Regions from separate parts of the Mus musculus genome. Here all the other regions are linked to region 1. The links are chromatin contacts, called in public ChIA-PET, HiCAR-type, HiChIP or PLAC-seq, Micro-C and promoter capture Hi-C maps. All regions are on one chromosome and are shown on one strand. Each heading gives the region's core, a stretch centred on a gene start, on an enhancer-like site or on the middle of the called end of the contact. The rest is flanking DNA. Distances are from core to core; before and after follow the strand shown. Region 1 holds the start of Ptpn13 (protein tyrosine phosphatase, non-receptor type 13). Region 2 holds the start of Klhl8 (kelch-like 8). Region 3 overlaps Aff1 (AF4/FMR2 family, member 1). Region 4 overlaps Aff1 (AF4/FMR2 family, member 1). Region 5 holds the start of Aff1 (AF4/FMR2 family, member 1). Region 6 has its middle 40 kb from the start of Gm25721.

The links. Promoter capture Hi-C pulls out the DNA fragments that hold promoters and counts their contacts. Hi-C and Micro-C count contacts between places; a contact is called where the count stands out from the background. ChIA-PET counts read pairs in DNA pulled down with a chosen protein or histone mark. HiCAR-type assays count read pairs that join an accessible place to other places. HiChIP or PLAC-seq counts read pairs in DNA pulled down with a chosen protein or histone mark.
Region 2: a contact with region 1 is called in a Micro-C map of embryonic stem cells, with 2.0 times the contacts expected there. The contact joins the promoter of Klhl8 here to the promoter of Ptpn13 in region 1. A contact is called at or near these places in 8 of 39 promoter capture datasets (the C10 cell line, the HPC-7 cell line, cranial neural crest and 4 more), 2 of 484 Hi-C or Micro-C datasets (both in embryonic stem cells) and 4 of 115 datasets of contacts at active chromatin or transcription factors (astrocytes, embryonic hindbrain and embryonic stem cells).
Region 3: a contact with region 1 is called in a promoter capture Hi-C map of hippocampal neurons, with 2.8 times the contacts expected there. The contact joins the enhancer-like site here to the promoter of Ptpn13 in region 1. A contact is called at or near these places in 4 of 39 promoter capture datasets (embryonic stem cells, hematopoietic stem and progenitor cells, hippocampal neurons and 1 more), 2 of 484 Hi-C or Micro-C datasets (both in nephron progenitors) and 1 of 9 other capture datasets (adipose tissue).
Region 4: a contact with region 1 is called in a HiCAR-type map of astrocytes, with 2.9 times the contacts expected there. The contact joins the enhancer-like site here to the promoter of Ptpn13 in region 1. A contact is called at or near these places in 6 of 39 promoter capture datasets (the 3T3-L1 cell line, cranial neural crest, embryonic stem cells and 3 more), 2 of 484 Hi-C or Micro-C datasets (cardiomyocytes and uterus), 3 of 115 datasets of contacts at active chromatin or transcription factors (astrocytes and embryonic stem cells) and 1 of 9 other capture datasets (macrophages).
Region 5: an RNA polymerase II ChIA-PET map of memory CD8 T cells shows a contact between it and region 1, with 52 read pairs. The contact joins the promoter of Aff1 here to the promoter of Ptpn13 in region 1. A contact is called at or near these places in 1 of 39 promoter capture datasets (embryonic stem cells), 6 of 484 Hi-C or Micro-C datasets (all in embryonic stem cells) and 4 of 115 datasets of contacts at active chromatin or transcription factors (effector CD8 T cells, embryonic stem cells and memory CD8 T cells).
Region 6: a contact with region 1 is called in an HNF4G HiChIP or PLAC-seq map of pancreatic cancer cells. The contact joins the enhancer-like site here to the promoter of Ptpn13 in region 1. A contact is called at or near these places in 3 of 39 promoter capture datasets (cranial neural crest, embryonic stem cells and frontonasal cranial neural crest), 1 of 484 Hi-C or Micro-C datasets (muscle stem cells) and 4 of 115 datasets of contacts at active chromatin or transcription factors (effector CD8 T cells, embryonic stem cells, memory CD8 T cells and 1 more).

The regions. Positions count from the first base shown.
Region 1 is chr5:103,423,033-103,427,153 of GRCm38.p6, forward strand. It overlaps Ptpn13 (protein tyrosine phosphatase, non-receptor type 13), which reads left to right and starts at 2,160. Exons shown (of 48, transcript NM_011204.2): 1 at 2,160-2,504.
Region 2 is chr5:103,908,933-103,913,053 of GRCm38.p6, forward strand. It overlaps Klhl8 (kelch-like 8), which reads right to left and starts at 2,327. Exons shown (of 10, transcript NM_178741.4): 1 at 2,184-2,327.
Region 3 is chr5:103,843,643-103,847,763 of GRCm38.p6, forward strand. It overlaps Aff1 (AF4/FMR2 family, member 1), which reads left to right. Exons shown (of 20, transcript NM_133919.4): 16 at 2,592-2,725; 17 at 3,394-3,465; 18 at 4,072-4,121. Among named protein-coding and RNA genes, the nearest start is that of Gm42139, 40 kb to the right of the region's middle. Within about 2 kb of position 1,914, at least 35 of the 459 cell types and tissues checked have an H3K27ac peak or open chromatin away from gene starts, as enhancers often do. A contact at or near this core is called in hippocampal neurons, where this site is marked.
Region 4 is chr5:103,822,632-103,826,752 of GRCm38.p6, forward strand. Aff1 (AF4/FMR2 family, member 1) reads left to right here. Exons shown (of 20, transcript NM_133919.4): 8 at 3,349-3,403; 9 at 3,512-3,549. Among named protein-coding and RNA genes, the nearest start is that of Gm42139, 61 kb to the right of the region's middle. Within about 2 kb of position 2,245, at least 19 of the 459 cell types and tissues checked have an H3K27ac peak or open chromatin away from gene starts, as enhancers often do.
Region 5 is chr5:103,752,369-103,756,489 of GRCm38.p6, forward strand. Aff1 (AF4/FMR2 family, member 1) reads left to right here and starts at 1,794. Exons shown (of 20, transcript NM_133919.4): 1 at 1,794-1,977. The coding sequence starts at 1,961.
Region 6 is chr5:103,696,159-103,700,279 of GRCm38.p6, forward strand. It overlaps a transcript of Aff1 not described here. Among named protein-coding and RNA genes, the nearest start is that of Gm25721, 40 kb to the left of the region's middle. Within about 2 kb of position 2,198, at least 67 of the 459 cell types and tissues checked have an H3K27ac peak or open chromatin away from gene starts, as enhancers often do. A contact at or near this core is called in pancreatic cancer cells, where this site is marked.

The DNA of each region.
Region 1 (4,121 bases), core at 910-3,409:
GTACTGCTGGATATTACAAGAATTATCAGCATCACTTGTCACGTATACTATTGTCTCCTTTGACCTAGGAACATAGTCAATTATATAACTTTTTTCTATTACTGGACTCTTTCTATAGACATAAAATAATTCCTCTTAAATGTGTCATATCACTTGTAAGATGGTTCATGGTCCTGTTTATTAGTATTTTCTTTCTTTGTTTAAAAAACTACAAACTACAGTATGTTCAAACAGATTAGCTTGTAGGTTTCTCTTTTGTGTTTCTGGTTTTATTTTTAAGCGAGCCATTCAGCTTCTCCCAAACAGGGGATTACTATAGAAAGAAGCCCGAGGGCAGCCACCTGAAGTGGCTTCATGCAAAAGAAAAGAAATGGCTCACAACAGTATAGCTTATCTTTTTTTTTTTTTTTTTTTTTTTTTTTTTTTTTTTTTTTTTTTTTGGGGAAGTTTACAGCCACCATTCTCTCTGTACTGTTTCTACCTTCTTTCTGACAGATCACAAGCCATTGCAAGCTTTATGGATGGTTTCTTTCCTTCAAATAACTGTATCAATTTTCTTTCAGTGGCAAGCAGGCAAGTATTCCGTTTTTGTTCCTCTAAACAGGCCTCTCCCTATCTTACCTCCCTGATAAATGAGCCGGAACTTTCAAAACTGGGGGAAGGGCTACAAGTCTTCTCTGTCTCCACTCCCACAGGCCGGCCCTGCTCACTGTTGTTTTCTGACCTCCTGCTGCTCTCTAGTTTTCTGTGGTGGTTCCCCTTAGCTGCTCTCCCTCAATTTAGCTCCGTTCTTAAAGTCCAGATTAAGTTCCCCTCCTCCATTGGTATGCCTTTGCTGCTGTACTGGCTAAACCTTTTGGTCCCAGGTTTCAGATTGTTCCTGGAGGGCTAGCTTTCTCCCTCAGGCTCCATGTTTGACTCCTTGAGGACAGGGATTTGGGTTTCTGCTCTCGTTTTCCATGGAGTTAGAGAGATGCCATTCAGTGCGTACGTGCAAGGCATATTTGAAGACATCCATCACAGCTATTCATTTAGTAAATGAGATAATGAAAACTCAAATAGTAGCCAAAGGTAAATCATTAATTAATTCCCTCATTCATCACACCTGTACCAAAGCCTCAGGGGCTGGGGAACCTGGGATTGCAGCTTGCCCGGAGAAGCCAGACGAGCCTCTTCTCTCCATTTTGAGGAGATCCTTAAAGTAAATAAAGGTCCATATAGGATCTCAGACAAAATTAACCCTGTATGTGTTACTGAATGTATTAGTAACCTTATATAGCACCAAAGAGAACGATAGCAAAAAACCCTTTAAAACCCACATTACAAGATGCTATTCTGCTCGTGAATTCTGCAAGGTTTCCTTGCAAATAATTGAACTTAGAATGTTTTAGTTTGCAGGAAAGAAATCGCTACGAGGATACACCTTCGCCAAGCTGTTGTGTGTTTAAAGAAATGGTTTATCAATTAGGTGGTTTTACCGTAAAACTTTTAACGCTGGGGTTGCCAAGTTCACAAAATATCAGGGCAAAAATCTTGTTTCTCACGAAAACGCGAGTATTTGAGTTTTCCGGGGGGATCTTTGAGGCTGTGCTGTCGCAGCACACCTTTGAAAGTCTCTTCACAGCTGTGGGAACCCGGCGGAGCCGATTCACTGCCCACACCATTTCTCGGTTGCTGTGTAGCTGGGGGAGCTGGCAGGGCGACGTTCCCTCTCTCTCCACCTTCTTTCATTGCCTGGGTCGCCCGGAGAGAATCTGGGAGCAAGGCTGCGAGGAGGGGGAGGGGCCGGCAGCTTCGCGTCTGTCACTCTTCCTCGCGCGTTTCGGAAAGTTCTGGGTCTGAAGTTGGGGGAGCCCAAGAGGCTTCATCCCCAAGTCTGCACAGTGGAGAGTGCACACAGCAGAACCCTGCCCTGGCGCCCTCGACCCCAGCGCGGGGCCAAAAGAAGAGTGAGGAGCCCGACCCAAGGCACCGGTTGTCATGGCAACCGGGGCGCAGGTCTCCCCAGAGACTCGGTCCCAAGGGAGGAGGCGGGGTGGGGCTCCTGGCGGACCAATGGGGAGAAGCGGAGTGCAGGGTCCCGGACCTGCGGTCCTGTCCGCGCGCGGGCGGGGTTGACTGACAGGGCAAGGGGCGGGGCCGATGCGTCGGGCCGAGGAGGAGCTGCGCGCCGTGAGGAGCTGGGCCGGGCGCGCCGCGGCGAGGGTGACACACCATGGTCACAGTTCTCCGAGGTCTCCGCGCCGCTGCCGAGCAGCGCTCCCCGGCTCTCCCGTCCGCCTCAGCCTCCTGGACAGCGCCGCGCGCGGGCGGCCGTCGTTGAGGCGCTGCGAAGTCGCGGCGGGCGGGCGGGAGCTCGGCGGGGGTCGCCGCCCGGCGATGCTGCTTCTGTCGCCGCCGACCCTCTCTGCGCACGCCCGAAGCAGCTCGGGGAAGAAGAGGCGGCGGCTCTCGGTGCCCGCGCGCTGCGCTCCGGTCGCCGCACCGGGGCTCCCCACGCGCCGGTAAGAAGCACGCGTGGCCGGACCCGGGGGGTGGGATGTGCGGGCCTCTGGGACGTCTCTTCGGCTCCCCTCGGTTCGGATGGTGGCATCCCTGGTGCGCCGAGGGCGGGGAGCGCGAGCTGCTTGCAGTTTAATCCTGGCTGAGACCCCCGAGTGGGAGGGAGCGACGGGCTGTGGGCCACAGCGAGTGACGCTGCCCCGTGGAGCTGGTGCGGACAGCCTTGCGCCGAGCGCGCGGTGGGAAGGGCTCCCGGAGTCTGTTTCTAATTTCTGTAAATGATTGTGGACATGGTGTGGTTAGAAGCCGCCCAGAAGAATGTGTCTGTGTAAGGGCTCCGAGAAGGGGGTAGGGACGGGGACAGGCTCTAGTAAAGTTTGCTTCTCTCTGCTGCAGGCCAGCCTTTCTTTTCTCCACTTTGCTCGATAACGTGAGCGCCGAGAGCTGCAAAGTTAAAAGTTAAGCCAAAGTCAAGGAACTTTGGAAATTTAATTTCCTTCTGTTGTGTATTGGAGAAGCGAGGATGGGGAGACATGGGAGCGAGTCACAGAGTGCAGGTTTCTTTCCCTGTGTAAGATCGACACCTCCCCGTATTTGCGACTAATCTTTTAGACAACCTTCTGTCATTTTCGCTTAATTGCATCTTTGAAATAACAAACGCGGTGACTTCATAGGTAGCTGCCTGGAGCTGAGTTTACCTTTCCGAAAATGGGGCAATCGGGTTTGTTTTCTAGGCGGGACATACAGAAAATGTGGGACACCTGATATGTGGGTTGAAGGACGCTGCTAACTAATTAGGAAGATTTAAAAAGGTCTGTCTAGAGAGCTTATTAAAGGACGGGAAGAAAAAAAGTACCTGTATTATGAAACAGGCGTTGGTATTTTCCCAAGTTCTTGAACCGGGTTGGCAGGGTCGGGGTCAAAACCTGCTTCATTTTCATTGGCTGCCAGTAGTGGTGATGAGGTACAAGTTATTTTTCACTTGCATTTTTTTTTTTTACTAAGTTCATAAAGATAGTGGCTCAGTAAATTAATATATTAATAGATAAGTACCGTATCGTATCATCCAGTCCCACATGTGTTTTGCAGTGTTTTTGGAACATCATGTTCTAAATTTGATGGTCTCCAGGTTTCCAGGGAGTACCTGTGGGGAGAAGGGAGGCAGCTATTAGAATTTAAAGGTAGAAACTATTAAGGCTTCATTAAGAAAGGTACATTTTATGGTGTCTTTCACTTTCAACGTTAGAGAACCGTGACCCTTTTCTACCATTGGATTTATCTTTGGATTTACACTGTCCCACCAACACTTTTCTAGTGGCATCCAAGCCCCCTCCCCCGCCTTTTGAGGCTGATTATCAACATCCAAAAATAAACAGTTTTCATGATGCCTGTAAACACACACACACACACACACACACACACACAAACCAGGGTCAGTTTGAAGGGCAGATTTGAATACCACAATAGGGTGTCAAAAGTTGTAAAACTTGTTTTATCTTCTTTTTTGTTTGCTTTTAGAGATGACTCTTAAGTGCAGGATTTCACCAGGAGAATTGGCTAGCCATTTATTTTGGAGTGTTTAATAGGTGTACTTGGGGGAGGGAAAGCATGGGTGGGGC
Region 2 (4,121 bases), core at 1,077-3,576, 490 kb after region 1:
ATTTTTATCCCTCTTCCCCAGCTAAGGAAACAGGTTCAGATAACAACTTGCCATGATTAAACAGCCAATGAGTGGAGAGCAGGGATTTTAACCCAAGAACTAATTGCAGACCTGAGCTCAGTCCACTATTATACCTCCTCAGAGCAGAGCAAACAGGCTGACCGACCACACATGAGATGCTGGCCCAGGACGCAGTAAACAGCAATTAGTGTATTCAATCTCCAGCACTGCAAAAACGTTTTTTAATTAGAAGATTTGAATATCCGATTTCCTCTTATTTCATTACTTAATATAAAACTTTCTTCCAGAGAAAGATATAATTATACTAAAAAGCCTACCACTAAAAATCATGGCTTTTTGTTTTTTTAGGAAACATTTGTTCCTGCTCATGTTTTTAACTCTTTATATACAAAAATAAATTATTTGTTGAAAATTCAGACATAAGAAATGGCTTAAGCTGGGTGGTGGTAGCATATGCCAATGCTGACTCTGGTGATAGATGCAGGGAGATCTCTCTTGAGTTCATGGCCAGCCAGTCTATAGAGCTAGCTAGTTCTAGGTCAGTCAAGGCTATACAGAAATGCCATCTCGAAAATCTGAAAGAAGAGAAAGGAAGGAAGAAGGGAAGGAGGGGAAAAGCTTAAATACCCATTTTTAGCCTTTTGTTTAGATTTTGCTGCTGCTGTTTTGAGACAAGACAGGCCCAGGCAGGTCTCAAACTCAGTGTAGCTGATGATGACTCTCAGCTTCTGGCTCTCCTGTCTCTCAAGTACTGGGATCACAGGTACACACCGACACATCCAGTTTGTGCAGTGCTGGACATGAAACCCAGGTTAGGCAAGCACTCTATTTGAACCCTAACATAAAGGACAGAATTTTGAGAGATCATGAAACATCAGTGTAGGTTCTGATACCACGAGGGACTTTACAACAGGGAGGTTGGGTTTCTGTAGGAATGGGGAAATTATACACTCTGGTTAGCTTTCGCTGTGACTTCAAATTAGGATTTGGAATTTATTAAGGAATGTGTAACGTTACAAATTAATAGCACTAACAGTTATCAAATGCTAAAAGAATAGTTTTAAACGTAAAAATTCAGACTGGAGATGTACTCAGTGGTAAGTAGTGTGTTCTCCCGGCATGCTCAAGGTTGGGGGGTGGGAGGTAGAGTGGAGGGGGAGGGGTAGAATAGGAGAGGAGGGGTAGAAAAATATAAGAATGAATATAAATCCAAGCGCATACAGCTGAATACAGCATCTTGTGACTTCTTTTTATACTTGTGTTCCAACTATTTGGTATTTTCAAGGCAACATGACTAAAGTTTTAAGTAGGTCAGTTGGTTTGACTGACAAACCAAAAAATAGGTGCCAGGAGAAAGCAGGCAGAGAAGCAAAGGCTAATGATAAAGCTACCTGCACGCAGTTCACAAGCTCTGGTAGCACTAGCAGAGGGTCTCTGCTCAACTAAACGTACCCCACCCGCCCCTTAGCACGGCCAGGGCTCACGGAAGATGGGGAAACAAGACTGAAAACAATTAACGAGGGGGGGGGGGGCGGGGAGAGAGAGAGAACAGCATTAAATAGAAAAAAGAAAAAAAGAAAAAAAACCCACGTGTACCTGGCAGGTTAATTACTGTGGCAACCCAGGTTCTAAGTAAGACCTATTGCCCAAAGTATCTGCCTACGCTAATACCTTAAGGTAAGAAGCAAAATATAAAGGTAGGCAATTAAAGCAGGTTGGCAAGAATATTCAAAACTGCGAGGATTTCCACGAAATGCATGATAATAAATACTGCCTGCAGGAAAAGGAAGGTAACAAGCTCCCCAAACCGTAACATCAGGGCCGTGCAAGCCCGGGAGACGGTTGGGAACCCCAAACTGTGTCCACAAATCGGGGACCCTCCCTGGAGCAAGCCACGAGCTCAGCCTGGAGCAGCGCCACCCGGCCGGGTACGGATTTTGCAGGAGCCCCGCGAACCCCGGGAGGGGGACACCCCTGAAGTCGCCCAACCCGGACCCCGAGCACCTGCGCCGCCGCTCAGGACAGCGCGGCCCGCGAGGCCCGCCCGGATCCCTTCGGTTCCCCGAGGGAAGGCGCCGGCGCCGCCCGGCAGCTCCTCACCGACGCGAGCGCGGGTGACCGCTCCAGGCTGAGACCCGCGCGCGGGATAACGCAGCGGTTACCTCTGTCCGCGGCCGCCGCGCAGGCCGAGCCGCCACACCCGCTCCGCGCCGGCGCCGCGCCAGCCCCGCTTGGACACCCCGGGGACGCGCTCACCGGCCCGACCGCTCGCTCGTGCCCGGCTCGGCCGAGCGCTCTTGAGAGCCGCGGGGGCGGGGCGGGGCGGGGCGGGGTGGTGAGGCACGAGCGTGCTGCGCGCCGCACTCTGGGAAATGTAGTTCTCTGTTGCCTCTTTGAAGAGCGCGCCTGCGTTTCCCTTCCATCCCTCCCAGTATTCATCCCCTGCGTGGGGAATATCCCAGATTTTATAGCTATTCCTATCAGTTTTATCTCATGCTCTGCAAAATGTATACAAAACAGCTTGTGTCTGCAAAGCAAGGAAGTAATTGAACTAAATACCGAGTGTTAAACACAATTGCTAGTATAAACTGGTGAGATAAGGCAAACTCTCAGTAAAGTTGCTGGAAATGTAGGGAAAAAGAGCAAGGGCATATATTAGGATAGTTCCCTGAACTCTTTTTTTCCAGGGCATTCTGAAGCTTCCAGAATCTTCAAAGCATATTCGAAATGTAGCCATAGACCAGGTGGCTTGGTGCAGGAAGATAAGGTCAGCTGTTCCTGTGGCTGAGATATAAAGATACAAATTGGATCCAGCCTAGGCAAACCACAGAGACTCCAGCTGGGCCTGAAGGAGACAGGTGTCATCACCTGCTCACTTGCACTGGTTTGCTTGTGCCAGCTAGACCCCAAAGGTCCCAGAACCTGCTCAAACATCACCCACGGGTGGGAACCGTTGCCTTAGGGCCACTTCTGCAGGGCTCCTCGAAAATGAGGATCCGAAGTCCCCTGAAACAGAGAGCTCAAATCCATCCTTCTTCCTCAAGTGGTTTTGGTCACGTATTTCGGTACAGTGAGAATAAATTGCTACAACTCTGGACCTAGAGAGGAATTTCTGTTGGCATAGCGGGTTCAGGCAAAAATAATAATAATAATAATAATAATAATAATAATAATAATAATAATAAATCTTAAAGTTAAATATTCATAGCAAATGGGGAAAAAACGAGGGAGCGGGGCAGCCAGGACAAGGACCTGTCCTTAGAGGGATACATCCATAACAACAATTTCACCTAATTATTTTACATATCTATAAAGTGAAGATAAACTAAAAAGAAACGAAGCATGTGGTTTTCTAAATCTAGAGATTTTTCTTAGCTTCATTTGAGAATACACAAGCTGGTTCATAAACAGAGGATATTAGACTCCCCTACCCTGATCTCTATGAATTAAAACCAGAAAGGATGTGATGACACCTCCTGAGTAATTATCTGATTGCACTGGGTGGGAATAAACGGTAATGTTAAATCCCAGTCGGCATTTGCATTTTATATTTTAAGTCTCCCCCTCTAATCCTGGATTAAAAGGCTTTAAACCTCCACCAACATTTCAGATGCTGTCTGCAAATGGATTCGGAAAACTTAATCAAGAAGACAATTTCATCTTCATCTGTAAAGGAGATGAAGCTTGCAGGCAGCAGCAGGAAAGTCTGGACAGAGTTGCGGAACGTCTCAGCGTGAAAATGAACCATCAAGACAATCACCTCCCTGCTGCAGCACCTCACTGGCTTGTATCCCTGTCTGCCCACTCATGGACTCTGACCATCCCCTTCCTCTATGCCAGTCTTACTTGTTTAAACTTCTCTGAACCAGGAGTTGTGGAATCCCAGCATTCAGGAGGCAGAGCAAGCGTTCCAGACCAGCCTGGGCTACATAATGATAACCTCGGGCTAACCTGGGCTACAGCAATGAAAGCCTGTCTAAAAAAACCAAAACAGAAAAAAACGGAAACAAAAAGCAATTACCTCCTGTGCTCTACCTCCAAGACACATTGGTGTCTTCCTTTCCTGGCCTTGGCTCCGTGGCTCATTTTATGCTAATAAA
Region 3 (4,121 bases), core at 664-3,163, 420 kb after region 1:
CACCCTGAGTGCTATGCAAGGCGAGGCAGCCTATTTGCATTCCAGAGTGATCTTGTGCACAGATCTGAAGGGATAGCTGGCCTCGGGAAGAGATTGTAAGGTGCAGGCACTATAAACATGTCCAAAAACAGTGGCTGTCTTCATCTGCCAGCCTCTGGGCTGCTTCTGAAAGGGCATGTTTTGCTGTTAAGTATGGGCATGGTAGGATTCCATTTTCCCTTAGTCTTATTTATTTGTTTGTTTGTTTGTTTGTATTTAGTTTTTATTACACTTATTTGGGGTTGGGGGTTGTGCCATACTCATAAGATGACTCTCAGGACTTGGGTCTCTCCTTCCTTCCACCATGTGGCTCCCAAGTGTCAGACCATGTCATCAGACTTGGTTGAAGCACTTTTACCTGCTGGGCCATCTCAGTCACCTTCTTCATCCTATTTAAAGATCCTGGAGGTTCCCCAGACAGATTGTCTCTGGTTCTTTGTGACAAGCTGCCCCCTTGTGGCCATGGGAATTTTGGCCTGTGCCTTTCTATCCCAGGTTGCAGGCCCCCTTGTTTGTCAGATAAAATGGTCTCTGGTCGCCTCCCATGCCTAGTGCTGTGAGGGGTCAAGGCACTGAACCTGCTCTGTGCCCTGGCTGTGTGTGCTCAGTCTGCACCAAGCAGGGTTGTGAGCTCAGCCACCTCTTTCACACTTCCCAAGATGCTGTGGGCTCATTGTGACTGTTTCAGGTTGGGTTAGGGGAGAGGGGGACCTATTTTGCACTGTAGGCAGAGAGCAAAATCTTACCTCACTTAGACACTGTTAGCATTTGCAGTTAATACTGCAGAGAGCTTCGGGTTGCATCCCCTTCCTCTCTGGTGAGCCAGGACCCTCTGCTTTATACCTGTTATACCTGTTGCATCTAATTGTAATGACTATTCTCGGGACCTGCCAGTTCTGGAAGTGACCTGTTTGTGGTCTCCCTCCTCTGCTTCTCATGAAAGATCTTAGCCCAGGTTGGCCTCAGACATGTGGCCATGCTCCTGCTCGGCCTCTGAGTTCTGGAGTCACTGAGTGCCACTGTGGCTCAGCTACCACAGAGCTGTCTACTTGGCGTTCCAGACAGTGAGGTGCACAGCTGGTCATGGGGATGTGTTTCTTCTTTACATTGTTCTCTCCTTGAGGAGGGAATTCTGTTCCCTCCTAGAACCGAGATAGCTGTCTAGCTGTCTCAGGAGACCCGTTAGCCTTAAGGAGGTAGGGATGGAGTAAGTTTATATGTCCCTTCATTTCTGTACTAAGGGCAGTATTCATTTTGGAAATTCCCCGAGAGAAATGGTTTTAAGTAAGTTTGAGAATCAGAGCCTTGGGTTTCCGTACAGGAGTTAAGAGCACTTGCTGCTCCTGCAGAGAACCTGGGCTCGGCTCCCCAACACTGCATGGCAGCTCACTTTGCCTGCAGCTCCGGGTCTAGAGGATCTTATGCACTCCTTTGGCCTTTGCAGGCCCAGCACATGTGTGGTGTCGATACATATGCAGGCAGAACACCACACACGTGAAAATAAAATAAAATAAAAGAGGATTGGTGCTCCACCATCAAAGCAAGCTATTTATCACCCACACAGCTGACCGAGGCATACAAATTTCACTCCTACTCTGCTACAGATTTTCTGAGCTTACTCTTTTAGGGAAAACCACTAAGTTTCTTCTAAAAACTGAAAAGCTTTGGGGCCTCTGAAATGCAGGTGTGCGTGCTTGTGTAAGTGCATGGATGTGCATGGAACACTCCACTTTGCTCCTCTACTGGGAAGAGGCACCAAAAGCAGCGGGAGGGAGGACTGTTTCCCTGCCCTGGAGCAGCAGCAGCACACAGAAGCCCAGAGCAGCTGCAGACGATCTCTGCCTTCCTGGTTTCCATGCGCATCCTTGCTGCTTTCATCCCTGTTGAACACAGTGAATTGAAGCATTAGCAAAACCTACAAGCCAGCCCCAGTTAGCCAGCTGCTCCCAGCGTGCGGTGCCTGTGCCACGTGCAGAGAAGCGGGCTGTGGGCCACATTTCCGCTTAATTGAATTGACTGTATGCCACTCAGCGAGAAGATCAAGTGACCAAATATGTGCTCAGGATTAGGCAGACCACCGGTGTCCGATTTCCACATTTCCTTGAAGGGGTTTTGAGAGTCTGTCCCTGTTGGCCAGGGCATGTTTTTGTACAAGGTGCCGAAAGAGATGAACAGTCTGTTGGGCTCCAAATCATTAAGTGACCAGTTACATATTTTATATAACCTCAACCTCCACAAAGAAACTCGTGTCTGTCCTGTTAATGTGCTGCCTCGTAGGCTGCAAGGGTGATTGGGCTGCAGCTGGTAGCAGCACTATACCCTGCTCGTGCTTGGCGGAGTTCTAAGCGTTGTGATTTTCTTTTCCCTGGTGGATTTTTGCTAGAAGACAATCTTGTAGGTCAGTGCTGACTGCCATGGCTGGTCATCTCATTCTATTCTTCCTCACCCGTCTTTCTAATCAGGTGAAGACGGTGGAGAAGTTACAGGGTTGAATGGGGTAAGGGACCGATGGCTGCCCACAGCCTCATGACGCCTGTGTTCCTCTCCCACAGGTAGACAAGGCTGGAAAAGCCTTCAAGTATTTGGAAGCCGTCCTCTCTTTTATCGAGTGTGGAATGGCCTCAGAGTCAGAAAGCTCAGCCAAGTCGGCGTACGCTGTGTACTCAGAAACCATAGACCTCATTAGGTAAGTGCTGAGGTATTCTGCCACCGGGCCAAACCTGTCGGTCTCCCCACCTGCGGCTAAAGAGGGGGAGCCCTACAAAGCTAAAGAGGGGGCCCTTTGCCCTTTCTTGCCTGAGGAGGCCCTGGGTGGTTGGTCCACAGGTTTTTCACAGTTAAAGTGTGTTGCATATGAGGGAGCACAGGATAACTGGATGCAACTGTGTCGTCTTTTTTTTTTTTTTTTTTTTAAATTAGGTATTTTCTACATCTCCAATGCTATTCCAAAAGTCTCCCATACCCTCCCCCCCCTACTCCTCTACCCACCCACTCTCACTTCTTGGCCCTGGTGTTCCCCTGTACTGAGGCATATAACTGTCAAGTGTCCTGAAGAGAACGCTGAGCCTCTCAGGGAGGGTGCTTTTCCCAGCTTAGGTTTCATAACGGGTGTCTTCTTTCTCCACTGTGTGCCCCAGGCCTTTCATTAAGGGCTTATGAGGACACCACACTTGAGAGAGCAGGCCTCAGGGCCAGGTCTTCTGGGCGGCATGTGGTTGCTCTTAACCCTTTCCCTGCTGGGTTGCATACCCCTTCATACCCTCTAGAAGACAGCAGCAGCACAGCCAGCATTACATGCGCTGCCCCCCCCTCCCCCGAGTTTAATGTTCAATGCACTGTTTTATCTCCCTGCAGGTATGTGATGTCACTAAAATGCTTCTCAGATAACACGATGCCAGCACAAGAGAAGATATTTGCTGTTTTATGGTACAGACTTTTTTCTATTTGTTGTACTAAAGCTTGTTTAGTGCTTTTGTATAAAAAAACACTAAAGTTTTGTTTCCTTTGACTAAAAAAATATTTTAAAAATATCTTCCTTTTTTTCCCTCTTATTTTGAGCCAAGTTCTCTCTACATAACTCTGGCTGTCCTGGAACTCATTATGTAGACCAGGCTGGCCTTGTAGAGGAACATAGAGACCGTCCTGCTTCTGTCTCTCAAGCACGCAGTGCTGTTATTAAAGGCACATGCCAGCACGCCCGGCTCTAACTTAATTTCCTTAAAGTGAAAATTATGGCAGGAGGGAACTTAGTCTGACTCATGGTCACTAGGAACTGGTACCTCCTGTCTTCCGATGGCCCAGGAGATGCTTCGGTCTTAGGGTTTAAGTGATATTCTTGCATTTGTTTTTCTGCCAACGTTTCCTTTGGGTGGTGGTGTACCTACAGTATAGTGAGATGCTTAAGGGGACTTGCTCAGCCAGAGGGGAGAACCCAGTATGCTCACAGGGGAGGACTGGGAGAGTATATCTGTCTGTCCACAAGGAGCTCTGCCTGTGAGGCCACCCAGACAGAACCTCTGGTTTCATTCACAGCTTGCGTTGCCAGTCCCTTTTGAACATGGCGATGTTTCGATGTAAGAAAG
Region 4 (4,121 bases), core at 995-3,494, 400 kb after region 1:
GAGGCAGAGGCAGGCAGGTCTCAGTGAGTTCAAGGCTAGCCTTCTCTGCATAGTGAGAATCTGCCTAAAGACCAGACAAGCACACAAAGCAACAAATGTCTGACTGCATTATAAACTTGGGGAATTCCAGCTGTGTCTTGGAGTTCAGCTTCCTCCACTCCCCATGCCCCCAAGTCATTTGGAGGATGGAATAACGTACTGTGTTTTCATACCACGTTTGAACACGTAGGGTGTGAACACATGAGTGCATCAACACACCTACCACCATCAGGACTTAGCAGTTACAGATAACTAAAATGGTACTAAAAATTAAGCCAGAGGTGAGCTTATTTTAAATAGTTTTGGGGATCTTGTTTGTTGAGAATTTGGGCAGAGATTTCATTGAAAAAGCCATTACTAGGTAATGGCAGGAAAGTAAGACTCGTGTCTGTGTCTTCACACTGTAATGTTGGGGTGACTCATGGAAACAAGCCTGCCAGGGCCTGCCTGTCCAGAGGAGCGGGATGCAGTCACACAGGCGCCAGGGCTGTCTGTAACGTCTATGTGCAAGCTGACTTCACCGCTGCTGGAAATGTGGTCACACTATGTGCAGTCCAGAGTTTTCTGGAACATTGTCTCTCTCCCTTTTAACAGCATAGGTCTTTGGGGTTTTGTTGTTTGTTTGATTGTTTGTTTTGAGAATCATATATAGTTCAGGCTGGCCTGGAACTTTTAGCCGAGGTTAGCCTTCTGATCCTCTTGCCCGTGCCTCCATCCCCCTCCCCCCCCCACCTTCCGCCCACCCCAGTGCCAGGGTTTCAGGCATGTGCCACCATGCCTGTTTTATTCTTGTTTTCATTTGTCTGTCTGTCTGTCTGTCTGTCTATCTACTGTGTATATGAATGGTGATAGTGTGGCGGCTAGAAGGCAGCCAGCAGAAGTTTGTTCCCCTGCTTAGCAAGTACCTGCTTTTACCCTCTGAACCATTTCACTGGCCTTTGTCTAAGAGCGGATTTCTCTCTGTGGACCAGACTGGCTTTGAACTCAGATCCTCCTGCCTCAACCTCCTGAGTATGAATTGTAGGTGTGTGCTACCATACCTGGCCTGGCTAACTTTTTATTTCTTTATCAAAGACATTTTACGCACAGATTTAGACCATGGGAAACAAATACTGTGTAAGTGGCACCAGTGTCTTACTTAAGTGATTGATGCCATCTGACCTTTTCTGATGGAATTCTTACATTTTAATTTTGTAGAAAGCCCTCAGGCCCCTCTTCAGCAGCCCTCCTTCACAGAACGCTGTTCCCACTTCAAAACGTCTTGAGTAGCTTTTAACCCAGCAGACAGGTTTTATTATTGATTCTCATCCTGTACAACTTCCAGAGGGGGAAATCTGTAGAACTTTCACAGTACCTGCTATTTCCAAATGAGCTCAGAACTTCTCGTGTGCCTGGACTTGCCTTAGGAGAGCATATCTGTAGTGGTTAGGTGTTATTCAGTAGCAAGGGGGACACATAAATGGGATTTTGATTCTCTGCTGTGAGTGGACGCATAGTGGGATTACAGGATCATTTGTGGTGCAGAAAAGTTAAGGAAGATTAGTTTTGTACAAAAGAACCCGGTAACTAAGAGACGGTGTCCCTTTATATGGTTTTTTTGGGGGGTTGTTAATACTGAATACACTTTACCAACTTTGCCAGACTTCCCCCACCCTGCAGTGAGTTATACCTTGTGATTTTCTTTTTCTCCTAAGGTAATACCTTTTATCTCTTGCTGTGTCTCCTTGCCAACCCAACCTAGCAGCAAACTCGTTGAGTGACTTTTTTTTTTTTTTTTTTTTTAATACCATTCTGATGGCCAACGGCCAGGTTCCATGACTGAGGGCTGTGTTTTTTAGTCATGGTAAAATAGGAATTTGGTCTCCACTTGGTAAACATTGAGAAAGATCTTCAACTTATAAGTAGCTAAAATTTTCTGTTCTCTCTCTCTCTCCTTCCTTCCCTTTCTCTCTCCTCCTCTCTCCCTCTCTCTCTCCCCCTCCTTTAGTTTTGTTTTGTTGGTTTTGGTTTTTTGAGACAGGGTTTCTCTGTCTGGCTCTGACCTCAAACTCAGCGATCCCCCTGTCATCCTGAGAGCTGGGGTTAAAGACGTGAGCTACCATGCCCAGTTTCAGTTTTCATTTTTTAAGAAAATGTACACAGGAAGAATATTAGCACATGTGCTGGTGGAATAACTCCTTGGTGGCGTTGCCACATCACATGGTCATTGGTAAAAAGCCCAGTTTAGTTCCATAATTTATCTCCTCCATGGCTTCCTCCTTCAGAGAGCTACAGTAAGAATCGCTGCTCAAAATTCCTGAGAAGGTATTTTGAGATCTACTGAATGAATTTTAATTTGCTTCCTGGAACATAAGCAATATACAAATAGATTTTTTTCTGTTTTACTTACAACTTTGTGTGTGTGTGTGTGTGTGTGTGTGTGTGTGTGTGTGTGTGTGTGTGTGTGGTAGCTATGCTTGTAAAATTGGAGAGAAATGTGAGAGACAGTACTGGGCACCCTTGATATTTGGGATCTCTGAATGGAAGGGTGGGTGCTTAGATTTGAGAAAACATGCGCAGTTTAGAAACATTTTTAATATTAGAATTTGTCCTAAGCCAGGGTGCCTAGAAATGTGTAGTAATATAAATTTTGGGAAACAAGCTGACTCCCCCCCCCCCCCACCAAAATTAGTAGTGCTAAGATTGAGATATACTTTCAACAGGGCCATTTGCATTATTAGCTAAACTAATGGGAACTTTGAGCATTGATTTGTATCCAAGTGACCAAAAGAGAATGATTTTTTGGGGAGGAGGTCTGTGACAAATTAATAGTGTCCTTTGGACAAAAATGAAGAGGGTGTCTTGAGGGTTTTTGTGCTTGCTTAGCACTGTTTAAATACCTCACTTCCATTGGGAAGCAGCATAGATAACCGCTTATTTTACTTCTGTCAGAGACAATGGAAGAAGGTGGTTCAGGGTCATTTGCTGTCTGTGTATTCCCTTCGTCTTCGTGTGTGTGTGTGTGTGTGTGTGTGTGTGTGTGTTCGTGTGTGTTCGTGTTCTCCCTGAATAGGAGTCGAGGGCAGGTAAAAAATGCCTGCCAGAAGTTGTCTGCAGGGTTCCAAACAGGTGGGATGTTCGGCTTTTGCATTGTCAGGAGCTTGGCTGACCTGATTTTAATGTTAAGTGGTAAAGCTTGAGTTTCTAGAAAATTGATTTAAGCAAGCAAACAAAACAAGTCTCCAGCTTATCCCTGCCTCCCCCCAGCCCCCATGTTCTATAAAGTTATTCGTTCTCCTAAATTCTCCACTGTCTGTCGCTTCTCCCCAGCATGCTGGAGGACGACCTGCAGCTCAGCGACAGTGAAGACAGCGACACGGAGCAAGTGAGTGTTGAATTCAATGCCCTAAATGCCCGAGACCGTTCCTGCTGCTGTCCTAACCTGTGTTTCTCTTCTTTCTGGGAACTTCGCACCCTTCCCGTGAATGTCCAGGCCACAGAGAAGCCTCCATCCCCACCTGCACCTCCCAGGTACTGTCTGCACACTTCTCCCCCAAACTATTGCCTTCCCTCGCAAACTACAGGAGAATATAGTCCTACTAAGTGCCTTGTGGCTTCTTGAAAGGCACAGTGTGTGGTCACAGCTGAGAAGTGCCATTTTTGTTATTTTAAAACTTGACTCAGCTGGTGGGAGGTTGCTAACCCCATTCAAGAGGAAGAGCGTTGTTTTGGATGCCTTTGAGCTGTGGGGTTGGAGAAGTGACTTGGTAGAGTGATTGCCTTCCAAGTGCAAGGACTCAACCTTCAGCAAGAGACTCAGGTGTGGCTGCACAGTCTGGGAGTGTGGAGACAATGGATTCCATGGCCTGGCCTAGTCCATGAGAGACCTTGTCTCAGAACCAGAGGTTGGTTGAAGAAAACACTAAATATCAGAATATCAACTTCTGGCCTCCACATGCATTACCAAGTACACATGTATGTGTTCACACTCATGCTCACACACACACACACACACACACACACACACACACACACACACACACACTGAGCCAGGTGTGATGAGGCATACCTGTGATCCTTGAACCTGGGAGATTGAGGCAGGA
Region 5 (4,121 bases), core at 544-3,043, 330 kb after region 1:
GTGTGCCTGATTCCTGAAAACAGAAGAAGGCTTCTGATCCCTTGGGACTGGAGTTAAAGACAGCTAAGGGAACATGGATGCTACTTAATGTGGAACCTAGAAAGTGACTCTGGGACCTCTGGAAGAGCAGATGAGCCCTCTCTCCAGCCCTCAGGCATGTTTTTGTAGCATCACATATTGTCATTTGGAACCCATTGCTCCTTAAGTCAAGCAGTGAGTCCTTCCCTCTCACCTTGGTCTGACAGTATGGGAAACTGTCTCACCTGTAGCAAGCTTCCCCTATAGCTCTGAAGGTAAAACCTTATCTTTGCAATAAACACTGAAAGTTGTTTTCCTAGAAGAGAGACTTGCCAGATGCCCAAGTCAGAAGCGTGCGAATTGTTATCTCTAGGAGACATGGTCTATGAAAAACCAGCTAGTTTCTGGTTGGTTTCTCTCTCCAGTCACTTCACACTCATCTTCAGGACTGGTGCTGTGCTTGTGAGCTTAGAACAGAACAGTGCTTTCTGTGCACTTCCCGTTTGTCACAAGGAGGAGGAGGGAGGGAGGAGAGACAGAGAGACTGACATAGAGACAGAGGGAAAAACCCCGCATTTCAGAGTCAAAATTCAAAGGACTAGTTAGTTCATCAAGGGCATTCCTAAAGTACACGAGTTCTCCAAACTACTACTGTAGGTGGTGGAGAAAGCAGTGTCTGGCAACTTGTCTCACTTGCCACCACAGCCTTCATTCCTGCGAAGGCGTCAGTCGTTCTCCACCATCAGAGCTAAAGCCAGGGGAGTGAAAGACAAGCTTTGTCTTGTGTTCTTATGTAAGTAGTTCTGACCTCTGAGAGGGACTACCGGAATCTGGAAACTTGCGGTATTTAGAAACTGGGCAATCAGTTACATGAGCAATATAATGTGGTGAGTCCCGGGTCGAACCCGGAGCGCACCAAGAAAGTGTCCTTCCAGCAGCAGGCTGGTCCTCCGGGATGCCCCTGTTAAGTCTTCTCCCTGCCTTTCTGCCCATCGTTGTTTTCAGCCGCTTCCCAGGCAAAGCCTGGTGTCTTTCCTGTGTCTGAGTTGACGCAATTTTCGATTGTGCTTTCGAGCGTTTACGTTGGTTTGCATCATGGTTTTTGTTTGCGGGGGGTGGGGTGGGGTGGGGTGGAGGGGAAGCAATTCTTTTAATTTATTAGGGGACTTCCCTGAATGGCTGTCTTCTGTGTAATCGCATGTTGCCTCGAAGAGGGAAGTCGTATAAACACTTGTTTCTGGGCACTTTCAAAACTGAAAGCAAAGTTGAAGAAGGGTTGCTAGCCGATCCCTGATGTTTCCGATGGCAAGCCCCGCAGCAGCGGCCAGAAGCAGCGAAGGCAGTGATCCGATGCTCCCACTCCCAGCACATCCCCACGGCAGCAGGACCCTGAGGTCCCAGCCCGAGCGCGGGGATCTCTGTAGCGCGCGTTTGAACACAGCCGAATTGGGGGCAGCGGCGGCGGCGGAGGTGCGCGCTGCCCTTAAAAGGAGGCGGGCCGTACCACCGCGGCGCCTGCGGGGGGGTCCCGGCGAGCTCGGGCACCTCGAGGGGAGCCCAGCGCCGCGCACATCGCCCCCGAAGTGCGGGCGAACTGGGAGCCGGGACCCCGCAGCGGGCGGTGCGGACGCACCCCTTGGTCTCTGGTGACCCGACAGTGCCCCGGGGCGGCGGGCATCGCCGCTCCCTGGGCTCCAGGGAGGTGCGGCTCGCCCGGCTGCCCCCGGTGCCCGGATGTCCGTCAGGCTCGGCGCGAGCCGAGGCTCCGGGGGGCGGAGGCGGTGCTGAGGACACAGAGCTGAGGACGCGGCTGCCGAGAGCGCAGAGTCTGCGGGGCAGTATCGCCGACGGCTGCGGCCGACGCTGAGAGCGGCGCGGGCGAGAGAGCCTGCGGGGCGAGCGCGCAGATGGATTTGGGACGCCAGGCAGTGTGAGCCGAGCCATGGCAGCCCATTCCAGGTGAGGCTTGCGCAGGGGGCGTCTGGGACCCGGGAGTGGCCGCGGAGCCCGGGGCAAGGGCGGCGCGGGTGGGAGTGCCGGGGGGGGGGGGCGGGGACCGCAGGAAGCCAGCGGCTGGATCACTGCTATCTCATCCCTGAGTGTCGGGTAGAAAAGTGTGTGAACCGAGTGCAAAGGGACCGCCCGGAAAGTTAAGGTTAAAGATTCCGCTTCTGGCCCGAAGAACTGTTATTTTCGGAAAGTGAAGTTGGTTTCTCTCCTGCCGGAGCCTGGATTTTCACTGAGGTGCCTGTGCACAATCCTCCGGCTCTACTCGTTGCTGGTTTGGCGTCTTCCAAAGAAATTTGGAAGCGCACTTAATGGAAACGAGGATTCTCCCACGAGAGAGTGGTGGAGCCTGGTGAGTAATATAGTTTTTTTTTTTTTTTTTTTTTTTTTTTTTTTTTTTTCCTGCTAGAATGTACGATTCCACATAAAACGGCACAGTCAGAGTGAATCTGCTGAGTAGGCAAAGGCCGGAATGCGCTGGGTTGGTGAAGGGGAGCCTGGCTAATGACCCGCAGTTGCTGTCAGGGGAGTGCCCTGTACTGCAAGGACCGAGTCTTGCCTTCTCCCGGGTTTGAAGGTTTTGAAAGGAGCCTTAAAACTTGGCCGTACACCGGTGCCCAAGATTGAGGCTGTTGGGTGTCATCGCGCTTCGGTCTCTACAGCTGTTGGTTACGGAAAACAGGACCCGTCGAACCTTTTCAAAACTTATGCCAGAAGGCAGTGTGATTGCACAAGTTTACAATTATGGAAATGTTCTTTAGCCTTAATACTTGATTTAGGATAGTGATTTGGTAACATATCTGGACGCTGAGCTGAGGTAATTTTAGTAATTTTAGGTCTAAAGATCATGGAGAACAGTAGATTTGTAAACGTTAGAGACTGAGTAGATAGAACTTGAATTTTTCTAAGAGATAAAACTTCCTAGAAGGAACTTCTCTAAACAGAAAACCTTCTAAGTGTGTCTTACTTTAAAAACAAGTTTAATCCTCTCAACTTGGCTTAGTTGTGTCTTCATCTTATTGAGTGTTGGAAGGAAGGGGTTCCTAACGGGACAGAGGAGTAGGGGAACAGAAGTTGCACCTCAAACTTCTGCTAAATCTTAACTAAAAAGCAACCGTTAGCTTTTAGCACAAACAGAACCTGTAGATTTTCATATTACAGTGACTGCAGATGTCTTCAATCTCTAACGTTTCCCATTTGCTTGAAATTAAGGAACTGTTTGTCGTTCATGGCTAGTAATTAAAATATGTTATAGCTGGATATGGTTGCCCATGCCTTTAATCCCAGCACTTGCCTTTAATCCCAGCACTCAGAAGGCAGAGGCAGGAGGATCTCTGAGTTCTGGGGAAAGCCTTGCTCACCTTTTAATCCCAGCATTCAGAAGGCAGAGGCAGGGCGATCTCTGTGAGTTCTGGGGAAAGCCTGGTCTACAAGGAGAGTTCCAGGACAGCCAGAGCTGTTGTTTGTTACACAGAGAAACAGTCTCAACACCACCAAACCAAACTATTATGTCCTTACCTTGTCAATGGTGTATTTTAGTAGATACTCTTCTAGATCATTTGTTTCCTTTGTATTACATAATTTACTTGTGAAAGTATCCTTATGTATCACGCTGCCTCAGGATCCCTTGGCATACAGCCCGAGATTAAGGTACCTCTTATAAAATAGTTAAAGCTGCCAGAGCATGGGGATTTGAACCTTGGTTCTATTGTTCCAATTCCTTGACTCTTAAACTAACGTCGAACGTAAAATGAAATAAAAGATAAACTGGGTCCTGTGTATGCCAGACACAGCAGTAGGCTGCTGTAATTGGATTACCTCTTGGTCACCTAAGCAGACAAGCAAGTGCTTGATTATTTGCCCTTGGTAGTTAAGGAAACTGAGGCCTAGCCGGGTCACACAGGTTTCGTGCTCAAGGTCACACAGGTGCAACCTGCCTGACCCCAGATGGACCCCTGTAGTCTCTACAGTGTAGCACTTCCTGCTTCTTGTTGCCTCTGCTGTGCCAGCTGCAGAACTTCAGAGGAAGAGCCCGAAAGTGATTGCAGCTAAGTTTGCTCTGGTGCAGCATGTTTAATCTAAGTCATCAGCGTGGC
Region 6 (4,121 bases), core at 948-3,447, 270 kb after region 1:
CTGGCCTTGAACTCAGAAATCCTCCTGCCTCTGCCTCCTGAGAACTGGGATCAAAGGCGTGTGCCACCACGCCTGGCTTATTTTTATTATTTTTGAAAGATAAGTGGAAAGACTTCCTTGCTTACCTCTTGCATCAAATTTGCATAATTTCTCATGGAGTTTGTTGGATGTGAAAGTGCAAGTCCTGAAATAGTCCTATATTTTCACTTTTTAAAAGCCAAAGCTGGGGCTGGAGAGCCGGCTCAGTGGTTCCTGGGTTTGGTTCCTAGTGGCCTCAGAGCTCTAGATGACACCCCCATCTGGCCTCCATGGGCACCTCCAACACAAAAGGTTGTTGTTGTTGTTGTTGTTTAAGACAGGGTTCCTTTGTGTAACAGCCCTGGCTGTCCTATAACTCTATTTGTAGACCAGGCTAGCCAAGAATTCACAGATTTGCCTGCCTCTGCCTCCTGTGTGTGCCACCATCCCAGGCTCCAGATAAATTAACATTTAAAAAGCAAAGTTAAATACCTGGTGTGGTGGTGGTGGTGACACACATCTTTAATCTTAGCAAAATCGGGAGGCAAAATTGGGCAGTTCTCTGAGTTCAGGGCCAGCCTGGTCTACAGAGCCAGCTGCAGGACAGTCAGGGCTACACAAAAAAAACAAATAAAAGACAAAATTAATTTATATTTGCGTGGGATGGCATACCTCGAAGACATCACTCTTAAGGCTGCAGAAGTGTGTTAGCTGCTGCTTTAGTTGTTTTGGCTTTGAGACAAGATCTTCTTCTTCTTCTTCTTCTTCTTCTTCTTCTTCTTCATCTTCTTCATCTTCCTCCTCCTCCTCCTCCTCCTCCTCCTCCTCCTCCTCCTCCTCCTCCTCCTCCAAGCGGGAGCTGCCATGTGGTTGTTGGGGATTAAACTCCATACCTCTAAAAAGAACAGCCAGTGCTCTTAACCACTGAGCCATCTCGACAGCCCTAAGAACAGGATCTTACTGTGTAACCCTGGCTGGCCCGGAATGGCTTTTTGTTTTATTAATGACTATCTGTGTGTGCATATATGTGGTATATATGCATGTATAGATGTGAGTGTGAGCACCTGCATGTGTTCATATACAGGCCAGAAGAGGATATCAAGTGTCCTATTCTACTACTCCCTGCCTTATTCCCTGGAGGCCAGGGTCTACCCCTGACTCTGGAGCTAGGCTGGCGTCTGACAGGCTCGAGCAGCCCTTTTGTCTGTATCCCTCACAGGGCTGGGATCACAGCACCGCTGAGTCCACGCTTGGCTTTTCTTGAGTTCGAGGGATTTGAAAGTTGGTCTTCATCCTTGTTCATTAATCCACCTTACCCACTAAGCCATCTCCACCCCCATCCTCACTCCCATTTTTTAAGATCGGGTTTCGTGTAGCTGGCCACAAACTCTGTACGTAGGCGAGGATGACATTGGATTTCTGATTATCAGCCTTTAACCCCAAGTACAGCCCTGGGCTACCATGTCTGGCAAGTGAACCATGGACCTGGTGCATGCTAGGTAAGAACTCTATCACAAAGCTGAGCTGTGCCTGCAGCCCTCTGCAGCACCCCACAGCCCCTGCAGCCCTCCCCGCAGCCCTCTGCAGCCCCCCGACCCCCCTGCAGCCCCTGCAGCCCTCCCTGTAGTCCCTGAAGCCCTCCCGGCAACCCTCCCCAACCCTCTGCAGCCCCTGCAGCCCCTACCCCCCATCCCCTCAACTCATTGTGTTTACGTTGTATCATTGCAGAATTGACTATGGCCAGGGTTGCTAATAGGAGCTCCTCTTTCTCAGGCTTCAGGACAGCTCTCCTTTAGTAGTATTCTCCAGGGAAGAAAGTCAGCTGATGTTCTGAAATTAACTGGCCCATTTTAAATATGACTAAGTGTTTTTTTTTTTTTTTTGATAGAGTGACTTTTTCCTACTGAAAGAGCTTTGTGACAAGCAGAGCCTGAAGGGAGCTAACATTATGAAATACCTTGTTCACTCCTGATACTTCTTGAATAGAAAGCATCTTCTGTGTGCCAGACAGTGATCTAAGCATGACATTGGGGTAAAACCCTGATCCTCCAAGAACAATCAGGTACACTCCCAGGGAGCATGTCTGTGCTTACTTCCCGTGACCTACCGCGCACACCTAATTGTAGCTCTCAGTTGAGTTCGTTTTCCCCTTTAAAGTCAGGAAATTGGGCTGAAGTTGAATAACTCTCCTCTGACTCAAAGCCTGGTGCACTTTCTAGCATGGTACACTCTGTTGGCTATGTTGATATGTGGTTTCCTGTTTTTCAAGAATTACAGCTTGACTTAAAATATAAATAGTATTTCTCCTTGGCTAAGTAATTCTCATCACAACTATGGTGTAAGCATTTTCTTCTAGCATCCCAGATATATATTTATATGTCCACAATATATACTATGCACATGGAAAACATTAAGTCAACCCATTTAACAGACAAGTTGTATTGATCTGTACCGAGGATCTTAGCTAGACCAGTAGTACAGATTTGTAACTCCAGATGTTCAGAAAACAGAGACAGGAGGATCACAAGTTCAAAGGTAAGAGCTGGAGAGATGGTTTAGTGGTTATGAGCACTGACTGATCTCACAAATGACCCAGGTTCAATTACTAGCTCCCACGTGGTTGCTTACAATGCAGTTTCAGGGGATCCAAAACCCTTTTCTGGCCTCCGAGGACATGGCAAGGACACCTGCACAGACACACGCATGCAAAGCAAATACACACATAAAATAAAAACTAATTGGATCTCAAAAAAAGAGAGACAAGTTTAAGGGTAGCCTTACCAAGTTACTTGTTAAGACTTTTATTATTATTATTATTATTATTTATTATTATACTGCTAGGCATTGTGGTACAGATCTTTAATCTCAGGACTTGAGAGCCATAGGCAGATGAGTCCTTGTGAGTTCAAAGCCAGCCTGGACTATATAGTGAGATCCTGTCTTATGAAAACCACACAAATAATAAATCAAACAAAAAGGGCTGAGTATATAGTATTGTAAAAGATGAGGCCACTTTCCTGGAGTTGTGGAGTAGAGACAGGCTTCCTGCCTACCTACTTATCAAGTAAGAGACCTAGTCTCGAAAACAAGGTGGATGACTCCTGAGGGACCACTCCCAAAGGTATCCTCTGGCCTCTGCACCTTACAAACTGCCTTTTTTTTTTTTTTTCTTTTGTTTTTTTGAGACAGGGTTTCTCTGTGTAGCCCTGGCTGTTCTGGAACTCACTCCATAGACCAGGCTGGCCTCGAACTCAGAAATCCGCCCGCCTCTGCCTCCCAAGTGCTGGGATTAAAGGCGTGCACCACCACTGCCCGACTATAAACTGCCTTCTTTAATTTAGAAAAAAACCCTTTCGAGAATTTATGGAAGCTGTATTTGTGGGTTTCAAGAATTCATGCCTTGTAAAGTCCTCCTCCCCATACCATTGCCTACAGCCTGGGAGATAAGTTGGGTGTGTGTGTGTTGATGCAGTCATTTAGGTGTTACATACTTCAGAGCCACAGATGTCCCCATTAGTGCCACAGTCACTGTTTCTGGTCTGTCTGCGAATGCTGGTGCAGAATTTGCATTTGTAACCAGGAGCTGTTGCTGCTTCTATTTCTGGAACAAGGTTCAGCACCACTGCTTATAGCAACGGCTTAACACCAGGGTTCTGCCCTGGATGTGCAGGCTGATGCGTCTTTAATGTGTCTCCTGCCACTTCTCAGACTCTGGGCAAAGCAATTCGCTTCTGGTCAAGGAATGTGAGGATGTTATATTATCCTACTTACAAGCTAACAAATTAACCCGCCTGGAGACCTCTGGGTGACAGCAGAGTGATTTTGTCATTTGTAATGGTAGTTGCTAGAGTGACAGTATTCTCTTTTCTTACTCTTGTTTCCTAAGTGCCAATTGGCAAAAGACACTGCAGTCTCAGGGAGCAAGCTGTGTTCCAGGAGGGAATCCAGAGCTCAAGGAACCCCCTCTTTTATAATTGGCTGTACAGCTGCTCTGTACTCCAGGGGAGATACTGTCTTGATCACACTGTATAATAAACATGTTCCCCTTTGCTGGAGAAGTAGACGCTAGCTGCATTTCCCAAGGCTGTTCCATACATACATTC